Linked DNA regions of Sus scrofa: regions 2, 3 and 4 are each linked to region 1. A link is a contact called in public Hi-C and HiChIP or PLAC-seq data. All regions are on one chromosome and are shown on one strand. Each heading gives the region's core, a stretch centred on a gene start, on an enhancer-like site or on the middle of the called end of the contact. The rest is flanking DNA. Distances are from core to core; before and after follow the strand shown. Region 1 holds the start of RASGEF1B (RasGEF domain family member 1B). Region 2 holds the start of HNRNPDL (heterogeneous nuclear ribonucleoprotein D-like). Region 3 holds the start of LOC110255270. Region 4 holds the start of LOC102163780 (vesicle-associated membrane protein 714-like).

Evidence for each region. Hi-C and Micro-C count contacts between places; a contact is called where the count stands out from the background. HiChIP or PLAC-seq counts read pairs in DNA pulled down with a chosen protein or histone mark.
Region 2: a Hi-C map of liver shows a contact between it and region 1, with 4 times the contacts expected there. The contact joins the promoter of HNRNPDL here to the promoter of RASGEF1B in region 1. A contact is called at or near these places in 1 of 5 promoter capture datasets (liver), 8 of 47 Hi-C or Micro-C datasets (alveolar macrophages, embryonic fibroblasts, heart right ventricle and 4 more) and 2 of 2 datasets of contacts at active chromatin or transcription factors (alveolar macrophages and skeletal muscle).
Region 3: an H3K27ac HiChIP or PLAC-seq map of alveolar macrophages shows a contact between it and region 1. The contact joins the promoter of LOC110255270 here to the promoter of RASGEF1B in region 1. A contact is called at or near these places in 1 of 5 promoter capture datasets (liver), 2 of 47 Hi-C or Micro-C datasets (embryonic fibroblasts and liver) and 2 of 2 datasets of contacts at active chromatin or transcription factors (alveolar macrophages and skeletal muscle).
Region 4: a contact with region 1 is called in an H3K27ac HiChIP or PLAC-seq map of skeletal muscle, with 13 times the contacts expected there. The contact joins the promoter of LOC102163780 here to the promoter of RASGEF1B in region 1. A contact is called at or near these places in 3 of 5 promoter capture datasets (fetal skeletal muscle, liver and skeletal muscle), 22 of 47 Hi-C or Micro-C datasets (alveolar macrophages, brain, embryonic fibroblasts and 13 more) and 2 of 2 datasets of contacts at active chromatin or transcription factors (alveolar macrophages and skeletal muscle).

The regions. Positions count from the first base shown.
Region 1 is chr8:136,554,912-136,557,488 of Sscrofa11.1, reverse strand. RASGEF1B (RasGEF domain family member 1B) reads right to left here and starts at 1,274. Exons shown (of 14, transcript NM_001195367.1): 1 at 1,138-1,274.
Region 2 is chr8:135,801,261-135,803,837 of Sscrofa11.1, reverse strand. HNRNPDL (heterogeneous nuclear ribonucleoprotein D-like) reads right to left here and starts at 1,308. Exons shown (of 9, transcript XR_002346906.1): 1 at 76-1,308. ENOPH1 (enolase-phosphatase 1) reads left to right here and starts at 1,505. Exons shown (of 6, transcript NM_001243830.1): 1 at 1,505-1,765. The coding sequence starts at 1,682.
Region 3 is chr8:135,843,291-135,845,867 of Sscrofa11.1, reverse strand. It overlaps LOC110255270, which reads left to right and starts at 1,303. Exons shown (of 2, transcript XM_021101889.1): 1 at 1,303-2,517. The coding sequence starts at 1,327. The coding sequence ends at 1,908. HNRNPD (heterogeneous nuclear ribonucleoprotein D0) reads right to left here and starts at 1,376. Exons shown (of 7, transcript XM_021101885.1): 1 at 792-1,376. The coding sequence starts at 1,024.
Region 4 is chr8:135,894,398-135,896,974 of Sscrofa11.1, reverse strand. LOC102163780 (vesicle-associated membrane protein 714-like) reads left to right here and starts at 1,302. Exons shown (of 6, transcript XR_002346908.1): 1 at 1,302-1,796. It also overlaps a transcript of RASGEF1B not described here.

The DNA of each region.
Region 1 (2,577 bases), core at 25-2,524:
ACGAAGGACTCCTTGGAGACGCGTTCGCCCAAACACACATAGACACACTCGTGTGCATATGCATCTGCACACACCATACCCACCGGATTCATCCGCGCAGACAGACGCGTCCACAGTCCTTAGACAGGGTCGCTGCCCAGAGACCCTCCTGCTGTTTACGACGCTTGTGCCACCCTCGGCGCTGTCAGAGGGCTCATTAGCTGCGGTGCTCTCGCCTGAACTGCGCGGACCGGGTTGGGGTGAAGTAGGAATGCGCACAACAGCCGTACGCAGACAGACAGACGCACGTACAGGCCTCCTGTCCCTCCCATTTCTCTCGCACAGCCCTGAAGTTCTTGCCACCGTTTCCCCAGAAGGAGGAGCCTCTCTCCTGCGGGCAGCCCGCGAGGCTCCCAGGTAGCTCCTGTTCACTTTATTAAAGCCCGACCAGGTGATCCGAGGCGACAAACCTGAGCTCAGGCAAGAGAAAGGCGACACGTTGTGCCCCAAGTTTGTCCGCTGAAGGAATATCACCTCGTCAGGGGCAAGTAAATGACTTCTGTTCCCCTGTCTCCGCCCAAAGAAGCAGACCTTAAGATCCTAAGGCTCCGACACCAAAAATAAACAGTTCCCTCCACCCACCCACCCGCACACGAAAACTGGCCAAGCAGCAGAAGGAAACAGCCTCGCAGTGCACAAGGAAGGGGAGACAGGATGAAAAAAGGATGAACGCAACTACAACTCAGACAAATCCTCGAAAATCGTGGCAAGATCTCGAAACAGAGGCTTGGCTTCGGGATCAGGGCGAGAAGCGAGGCACATCCCAAGCCTGTCCCCGCCCGCGACCCAACGGCTGGGTCCCGCACCTGTTGGCACCCAGGCCGCTGCCGGGGCGGCCCCAGACATCCTCGGCGGCCAGGCAAGGGGACTCTCCCGGTCTCCGGCTTTAGCAGGCGCTTTGAGCCGGCAGCGCCCACTGGCCCGGGCTCTCCCGCCGCCTCCCGGCGCACCGGCAGCCGGGGCGCAGGGAGAGAGCCGGGCGGCTCCGCGCGCAGCTCCGGGGACGCCTGGGAGAGCGCAGCGCGCGGCGGGGTCGCGCGTTCCCGCCGCCGGGCTCCCGTTTCTCCCGGGAGAATTGTTGACCAGAGAACAACCCACCTGCAGACGGCCCCGGGTCCTCGGCCTCCCGGCTGTGTGCCGCGCGCCCACAACGCAACCAAAGGACTGGGAGCGAAAGCGCGCGGGAAGAAGGAAAAGAAAAATCCGCCCAACCAGTCGGATGCCTTGTTTATACTGAAACTCCGGCCGCCGCCGCCGCGCACACCCCTCCGCCCGAGCGCCCGCCCCCGCCGCCGGCCCCGCCCGAGCGGCCGCACGGCCAATCACGGCGCAGCTCACCGCCCACTCCGCCACCGCCCCCGGCGCCGGGCACCAGCCCACGGGTCCCGGGGGCCCCGACTCTGGAGGCGCGGTTGCCCGGGTGCCCTCCTACGCTGCGGAGGCCCGCGGAGCCGGGCGCAGCGGTGTTTACCAGCGCGGGTTCGGCTCGCTGAGCCCGCGTGCGTCTCCTCCTGAGCGCATGTGCTGGAGGCTGTTTGTGCAGTCATGTGTGTACCCGTGTGTGTTCATTTACCTGTGTGCTACCTGTACATACCGGCCCGACTTGTTATACAGTATCTATTAACATAATTATGAGCTAGAGGTTACTGTCCGTGGAATTTTCAGAGGAGAGCTGAGAGAAACCACAAGAACACTGGCCCAGCAAATGTTTACAGAAAGCCTGCGTGCTAGGCATTGTGACAAACGCTGGGGGCACACTCCGGGCAAAAGGAGGCTGGATCCTGCCATTAGGAAGCGTGCAGTCTAGAGGAGGACAAGCGTTAAGCGAACGGTCACCTAAACAAAATGTCAAACTGCGGCTGTTAAAAGTTCCACCAAAAAAAAAAAAAAAAGGAAGAAGAAGAGGGAACCTGTGCTGTGAAATACGATTCTGGAGGCAAAGCGGGAGGTCCGGCCTCCCTAAAGGCTGCGCTGTCATGGTAACCATATACTCTAGAATTGGATACTTGATAACTGTTTTAGAAAAAAGATAGAAACTCCAGTACTTCACCTTGTACGAATACAAAAAAAAAAAAAAAAAAAAAAAAAAAAAAAAAAAAAAGGCTGGAGAAAAGAAACGATGGAAGCAAACAAGGGAAGGAAGAGATGCAGGGAAAGAATACAAACTAAACATCAGGAGACAGTTGCCCGCTACGTGACCTTGGATAAGTAAAGCCGCTTTTCTGCGTTTCAGTTTTCCCATGTGTAAAACAACACTATTCACACCTGTCCTATAGGAAGGCCTTCCATTAGGATGGCTGTGATAGAGGCCCCCTTTTTGTCCCGCTCCATCTTCCCTCCCTCCCGCCTCCTTTCTGGGATGGTAGCAGCCACCTCGAGGTTCACCGCGCCTATTCTGATTCCGCCCCTCCCTTTCTGCACAGGCACACCCCCTCTCACTTCTTTTTCTCTGATTATACTCCCTCCTTCTCTTCTGCAAACGGGTCTCCCCTGACTCAGTCATCCACTCCCATCTACCTGAGCTTCTCTGCCGTTTGT
Region 2 (2,577 bases), core at 59-2,558, 750 kb after region 1:
GGGAGCAGCGCGCGGCCCCCGCGGGACGAAGGGCGCGCGCGGGGCGCTGGGGGAGGGGGGAGACGCGTGCGGTACCCGTCATCCTGCTGATTTTTGCTCGCGTTGATCTTGGACCCCTCTGCGAACTCCTCTATGTTGCTGTACTCGTTCATGTCCTCCATGGCGGCGGGGTTGTCGGCCGGAGGGTGCGGGCGCGCAGTCCGAGTCGCGGCAGCGGCGGCGGCGGAGCGTTGTATGGAACTGGATTTAAAATGGCGGCGGAAGAGATCCGGGCGCCGCCTGCGCCCTCCCTTTATAGCCGCCACGCCGGCCAATCGCGAGGGCTGCTGTGCGGTGACGTGGCGCTGGGCCCGGCGCGCCCCCTGCCGGGCGGAGCTGGGAGCGAGCGAAGGGAGGAGCGGAGCGAGCTGCCGCGGCGCCCGCGGCCGCCAATGGGAGAGGCTGCGGGAGGCTAAAGTAGCGGGAGCGGAGGGGAACAATGGCGGCGGCACTTGGGAAAGCCGGGGCGGGACCTCCATCGCGGCCCTCCCGCGGAGGAGTGAGGTCGCGGCCGAGGGGAGGCGGGCTTGGGGAGAGGGATGCGTCAGAAGAGAAAAACGACGGGGCGAGAAGTCCTGGGGTCACGAATCCCGAGCAGCGCCGTCCCAGGGCCACAGTCCCTCTTGCCTTGAGAGCCTTTGTCTCTGGCGTCCGGTCCAGCCCACTCCCAGCAAAGAGCCGCCAACCCCGCCTCTTTCCGCCCTCGGATCCCCAGTGCCGAGCTGCTGCTGCGGCTGCCGCTGCTATCAATGAGCCCCGTGGGCGCGCTGCTCCGGGAAGAGGCGGACTGCGCCCGGCGCCCGCAGCCGAGGTGGCGAGCGCGCCCGCCCGTCCGCCGCGCGCACGCGTGTTGTCCTCGAGCTGCCTGGACCCAGCCGACCAGGGAGCGGGCGCGCGGCGGCCCCTCCGGGCAGCGGCGCAGGACGGGCGCCTCTCCGCTCCGCCACGGGCGCGCGGGCCGAGGGGGCGCGGCGGGCCTCCCTGGCCGATCGCAGGCCCACGCCGCTCGGCTGGCCGGGACCCAAACGGCCTCTGTTGCTGGCTGAGGATGGGAGGAGGGGCGCGGGCCCGGTCGGATTACTGTCAATACGCAAACGCGGAGGCAGTGGGCGGGGAGGGAGGGTAGGTGCCGTAGAGGGCAAGGGGCACTCACATCCCCGGCGCGCCACTCGCGGGGCTCCCGTCTGCACGTGCCCCGGGCCTCTCCCGCTCGCTCTACCAGTCTGCGGAGGGCGCGCGCCCGCGCACCCGGCTCCCGCGTTCGCCTCTTTGTTCCCGCCCACGCGAGGCCCATCTTGACGGATCGGGTGCGAGGCCCTCTAGCGGCCAATCGGCATCGGCGCCAGGGCCTCTCCCCGCCCCCTCGGGGCCCCGGAGGACCGCCCCTTTCCCTACCCACGTGGTCTCGGCCTCCGGCCCCGGATCGCTCCCGAGTTCTGGGCGCCCGTCCTGCGGGTTTCTCTGCTTCCTTGGCCGCGGAGGGGTCCTCTCCGCCTCGTGCGTCGGCAGGGCGCGGTTGCCCGCTCTGGGGTCCTTGCGGGACTGTCGGAAGCTTCGCCCGCTGCTGCCGCCGCCGCCGCCGGCGCCGCCCGCCGCCCTCCCCACCAGTAGGCCGATTCCCGTGGTATCATCCGGTAGGGAAATGGTCGTGCTTTCGGTGCCCGCCGAAGTCACTGTGATCCTGTTAGATATCGAAGGTACCACAACCCCGATTGCTTTCGTGAAGGTGAGGGGCGGAAGGGAGCGGGGAAGTTACTTGTGCTTTCAAACAATGAAGTATTTTAAAGTGTTGCAGACCTCGCCCTGGAGACCGGAGGCGTGGGAGAGACGGTGTGGCTTTGCACCCGCTCTGGGGTGGGAGGACGTAGTCTGCGGCGGGTTGCAGGGATGCTGTGCCTCACCGCCTTGTCTTAACCTTCCCGGGTCCTCGCCTTCCGCTAGAGGCAGGTGGTTGGGGAAGAGATGGAGATGGTGGTGAAGAGGGGACGGAGGAGGGCAGTGTGGCCCCCCCACAGGTGTGCGCCCAGTCGCCCGACAGGTGTGCGCCCGCCTTGTGCCGGGTTGAACCTGGCGAGGTGGTGGCCGCTGTCTAGCTGTCCTTGAGGCTTCTAGTCCCACGCTTCTAGACTGAAGTGTGACTTTTCGGGTAGCCCAGGTATCTTAAAGCAGTAATGGTTGATCTTTGCCGTTTCCCACTCCTGCTTTTAGTGGCCGAACTGCACACTGTGCGTTGCTGGATTAGGCTAGCAAACATGTCTAGATTCCGTTCATTTTCTTCAAAAATGGAAGCCTAAAGTTCTTAGCCAATACCTTCCTCCTAGAATGTCAGTGGTAACCAACCCTTGTCTACACCCAGTTCATAAACCTGTAACTTTGCTTTTTTTTTTTTTTGTCTTTTTGCCATTTCTAGGGCCGCTCCTGCGGCATATGGAGGTTCCCAGGCCTAGGGGTCGAATTGGAGCTGTAGCCGCCGGCCTACACCACAGCCACAGCAACGCGGGATCCGAGCCGCCTCTGCAACCTACACCACAGCTCATG
Region 3 (2,577 bases), core at 54-2,553, 710 kb after region 1:
GCGGAAAAGGTGCGCGGGAGAGTTCGCTCGGCGGGATGGGGGAGGGCAGCCGGCCGGCGGGAGCCGGAACGGCTCGAGCCCCGGGCAGGCCCCGCCGCCGGGCAACTTAAGGAAAGCCGGCGGAGCGGAACGGCCGCAGCCGCGGGCGCCCTCCACCAGGCCCGGGGGTCCGGCGGCCGCAGCGCAGGGGCCGCGGGGCGAGCCGCCGCGCCAGCCGGTGCGGAGGGAACGCGGAGGCCGCGGAGGAACTCGCGCCCGCGACTCAGAGGCGCTCGGCCTGAAGCCGAGAGGGAGGAGCGCCGCCGGACAGCCTACACGCTCCCCGAAGCGTGTGTTGATAAATACTCGCCGTCCCGGGAGGCCGGGGTGAGGGCAACCCCATAAGCCTGAGTCGCCCGGGCATAAAGGCTTTTGTGTCCGCCGGCGCCGTCCTGCCCGGGACTTCAGAAAACGGGGACGCGAGAAGACAGCGGCAGCGGAAAAAAGGTAACCCCTCGGCGGGCGGGAAAAAATCCCGGCGGCTCCGCCAGTGGGAGGAGACCCGAGGCGAGGGAGGGGAGGAGGGCGGGCCGGGAGCGGCATGGTGACGGCTAAAGGTGGAAACGTGTGGGATGGGGGAGGGGGCGGCCCGCGGGCAGGGGCAGGGGACGCGGGCCCGGGAGTCCGGCGCGGAGAGGGGCGCGCGGGGCGCCGAGGCTGCGCGCGGGCCGGGCGGGAACGAGGCCTAATGGCGGGGCACGGGGAGGGGGAGGGGAGCTGGGCCTGACTATCCCGGGCCGCCCCTTACTCACCCTTCGTCCTCCTCGTTCTTACTGGCGTCGATCTTCGCCCCCTCCGACTCGGCGCTGCCCCCTTCCGTGCCAGCAGCCGCGGTTCCGCCCCCGGTCCCGGCTCCGCTTCCCGCCGCCGCCGCTGCCCCCGGCGCCGCCGCCACCATGGCTCCCTCCTGCTCGCCCGCCGAGCCGCCTACCGCCGCCGTCGCCGCCGCCGCCGCCCCGTCCCCGCCGAACTGCTCCTCCGACATAGCGCTACCGCCGCCGCCGCCGCCGAGACGACACCCGCCGCCGCCGCGAGCCGAAACTAGCAGCAAAGTAATCCCCGCCGCCGCCGCGCGCCCGCTCCGCCGCGCGAGGCACACAACAAGACAGAGACGGCGCGCGCGGCTGCACAGGCTCCTGCGCCTCTCCCTGGCCTGCCCCCCTCGCCTCCCACTCTCGCGCGGCGCGCACGCCCGCTCTCGCCCGCTGCACTAAAAAAGAATAAGACACAGCGGCGGCCCCTCTCGCCTCCTCCTCGCTTTAATGGCGCCGCCGCGGACCACCTAAAATGGCCGACGGAAGAACGGCGCGTCCCGGTCACGTGACGCGCGAGCGCGCCCTTTGCACCCCCGCCCCCCCGCCAGTTTTTCCCCTTCCTCCTCGGTCCCGCCCGCGCGCCGCCTTTCATACCTTCTCCGCACGCGCCGCGCCGCTCTGCGTGGGGCCTTTAAAAGGAACCGGAAGTGGCGTCCGCCGGGAGAGCCGCGCCGAGACCATCGAGAACAAGGGGCGCTGTTTCCAAGGCGCAGCTAGAGGGGCCGCTTCCCCCGCCCTCGCCTCTCGAGGGTTCCCGGGGCGCTCACCCGCCCACCCCACCCCTGCCTGCCCGCCCGCCCGCTCCAGCAGGCGGGGCGGCGGGCAGCGGAGTGGGGGCGCCTCGCGGGCGGCGGCCGTGCCCGCGCGCCGGCGGACTCGGCGAGGGAGGAGAGGCGCCCCGCCGGCGGCCCTGGGCGCCGGGGTCCGCGGGAGGAGAGCGGCCACCCCGAGGGGGCGGCCGGGCCCACGCCGCTCCGGGGACGCCGGGCCGGCCGCGCCCGTGCACGGCCTGCGGCAGCTCCTCCGGCCACCGGAGCCGCCCGCGCCCGGGTGACATTGAGGTGCCCGCGGCTGCCGCTGCCGCGCCCCCCAGCCCCGGCGGGCGGGCTGGAGCCGCCGGCCCGAAGGGCTGCCTCCTTCGCGGCTTGTTCTCCGGGTCGGATGTGTGCCTGCCTGCCCGTCTCCTGAAGTTTTTCGTCGAAAGCAGCGGGCACCTTGCGTGTTTTAAGAAACGGGGTTGTCTTGCTCTGCTTACTCGGAGGATCCCGACACCTGCCACGTCCTTGGGGACGTGTGTGAGATCAAGCGCGCGTTCGGTTAATGTAATGGTCTTCAGTCTGTGCGTTGTGTGCATCGTCTTTACGAGGGTGCTCGGTTTGGGGCGTTGTGGGTTTGGGCGGCTTTGGTTAAACCCGCCAGGCGTCTTGTGCGGGGTAGCAGTCAAGTTCGTCTTTAACAGACCTGTTAGAAATCCCAAGTGCCTTGGCTGGAAACTGAGTTATTCGGGCTCGGGGACTGGCAGCTTCCTGCACGCACATCTAGAAGAAAATGAAGGTTTGGGGCACTTCTTTCGTCAGGAGATGATTTTGCGCCTGTTTCGTCATGTGCCCAGACACTGAGCAAACGAAGACTAGTGCGAGATACAGCAGAGGACTCTGGAGAGGTAAAATATTTGGTTTTCATTATGTAGTTAAATGCATTGATACTAACGCTACCCAAAACC
Region 4 (2,577 bases), core at 53-2,552, 660 kb after region 1:
GCACCCCAGAAGGCCATCAATTATTTCTCCTTTAAATTTATACCATTAGGAACAAACCAGTAATTCCCATCACCATAAAAACCTTATCACCATAAAAACTGCAACCACACATCTACAGTATGCTGCGTAATTATTTAATTTAAACTGGACGACTATCCCCATTTTACAGATTGGCACATGGAGTCTAGAAAGGTTAAGTTACAGCAAAGGCACAGAGTAAACGGCCGTGCCTGTATCTTGGATCCAAGGGTCCGACTTCTTTCCACTCTGCCACAACCCCTTGCCAATGGAAACATCTAAGCCTATCTGAAACTTAGTCTTTAAAACATTCTTGTCCAGGAACTCAAGGTCTAGGACTCGCCCGCCTCTCAAACCTGCCCCCGCTGCCGCACACCCTGCCTCTGCGCCGCACCCTCAGCCAACCCGGAGCGCAGTGCCCACGTCCAAGCCGCCACAGCTGCTCCGTCTGCCTGCCCTGCGCCACCGTCCTCCACCCCGGCCCTGACTGCGGAAACCCCGCTTCTGCTCCCGGGAGAGCCAGCGGCCTCCGCGCCAGCTGCGGCGATGCCTTCACCTTGCATTTGGCCTCGCGGCGACCGCCGGGCACCCGAGGCTGGCACTTGTCTGCACGTGCCTCCGTGACCACCACCAGACCATGCCCTCCCCCGGTCAGGGTCTGCAGCCTCGGCCTCCGCACACGCGTCCGTCCAGGCGCCCGGCGAGCGCGTGGGGGCTTCAGCAAATGCCCGTTGAGCTAACGCACGGGTTTTACTTGAAGTCGAGGTCTCTCTTTTACGTGTCCTAGGCTGCGACTGAATCCCATGTAGGTCAACACGGTGAAGTAACGGGCTCCTACGTGATTTTAAGGACGACCGCGAAAAAGGCGTCACTCACCCGAAGCCACTTGTTCCAGAAACCTCGTCGGGGCCTCATCACAGGCTCAGCCCCGGCAACAGCCGGCCCCGCCTCCCTCCCTGCCAATCATCCCCCCCCCGCGCCGGCCCCGCCTCCCTACCTGCCAATCACTCGCCCCCCCCCGCGCCGGCCCCGCCTCCCTCCCTGCCAATCACTCGCCCCCCCCGCGCGCCGGCCCCGCCCCCCTCCCTGCCAATCACTCGGGCCCGCCCCCCCCCGCGCCGGCCCCGCCTCCCTCCCTGCCAATCACTCGCGGCCCCCCCCCCCGCGCCGGCCCCACCTCCCTCCCTGCCAATCACTCGCCCCCCCCGTGCGCCGGCCCCGCCTCCCTCCCTGCCAATCACTCGCTCCCCGCGCCTGCGCAGACACCACCCTCTCGCGCAGCCCCGCCCCAGTCGCCGCCCCGAGGCTGTCGCGGGCGGTTGGGACCGCGGAGCCTTTCCTTCGCCGGCCGCCCGCGATGCCGATCACCTACAGCTGCATCGCACGTGGCCGAGCGGTCCTAGCGGAGCTGGCCCTGACCGGCGGCTCATACCAGGTACCCCTGCGGCGGCACTTCGGCCTTCGCCGGTTCCACCCGCCGCTCGGGCCTCGGCGCTGAGGGGCTGCCCTGAGCGGGCTGTGGGGGCGCGAGGCCCCGCCCCCGAGAGCGGCCTGTCCAGTGAGACGGGGAATCCCTGCCCCGAGCCGCTCCCGCTCCGAACGGCAGAGCCGCCAGTGCGCCGCCCAGCGGTTGGGGCTGGTGCTGCACGCCACCTGCTTGGCGGTCGCTTCCTGTTTAATTCCAGAGACCCTTCAAGATGTTCTCTCCCCCCAGACATGGCCTGCGATTCAACGCACATTTATTGAATACATGTTAGTCGCACAATCCCGGAGTAAAGGTATGAGGGATGCAACAATGAAGAGAAGGCGGCGCCTGGAGTTGTCACTTCAGGAGCACGTTGTCCATTTATACCCAAAGGCTGCATTCAGATGTCTTACTGTGTAAAAAGCATTTCAGTGCAGGTGGATCATGATTGCTACTCTAGCATTCTGGAAAGAAAGGCTGGCTTGCCAGCCACAGAGGAGGTGGTGGTCGGGTGCTTGGCTTAGAAGCATTACAAGTCAGCTGTAGCCTGGCCCGGGGAAGGGGAATGGGCCCTCTATGCAGAGGGAACAGCATGGTGTGCTTGGGGAACCTCAGGAATTCAGTGTGGCTGGAGCAGAGCACAGTATGTAGGTACTAAAGATGAGGTCAGAAAAGTGGACCAAGAATAATTAATGAAGGGTCTTATATGCAGTTTGTTTTCTTATCCTAGAGAAACCAGGGAGCAATTAAAGATTTACAGTAGAAGAACAGCAAAATCTGATCCATCTTCTGGGAGATTTGGTCTAGTTTCAATAGAGAAGGTGGATTGGAGGGAAGAGAACCAGCTAGAAGGATATCGTTGTTGTTTATCTAGGACCTCAGGGCCTGAGCTCAGGCAATGACCTGCAGCAGGAAAGGGGGACAGGGGCAGATCCTGAAGAGACTTTGTAAAATAACCTTCAGGAGTTAATGACTGGTCGAATATGTGGGATAGGGATCAGAGCCATGCCGAGGCTGAGCCTCAACTTTTTTTTTCTTTTTTTTTAATCTTTTCCCCCCCAGCTCTATTGAGATATAATTGACATATAACATTG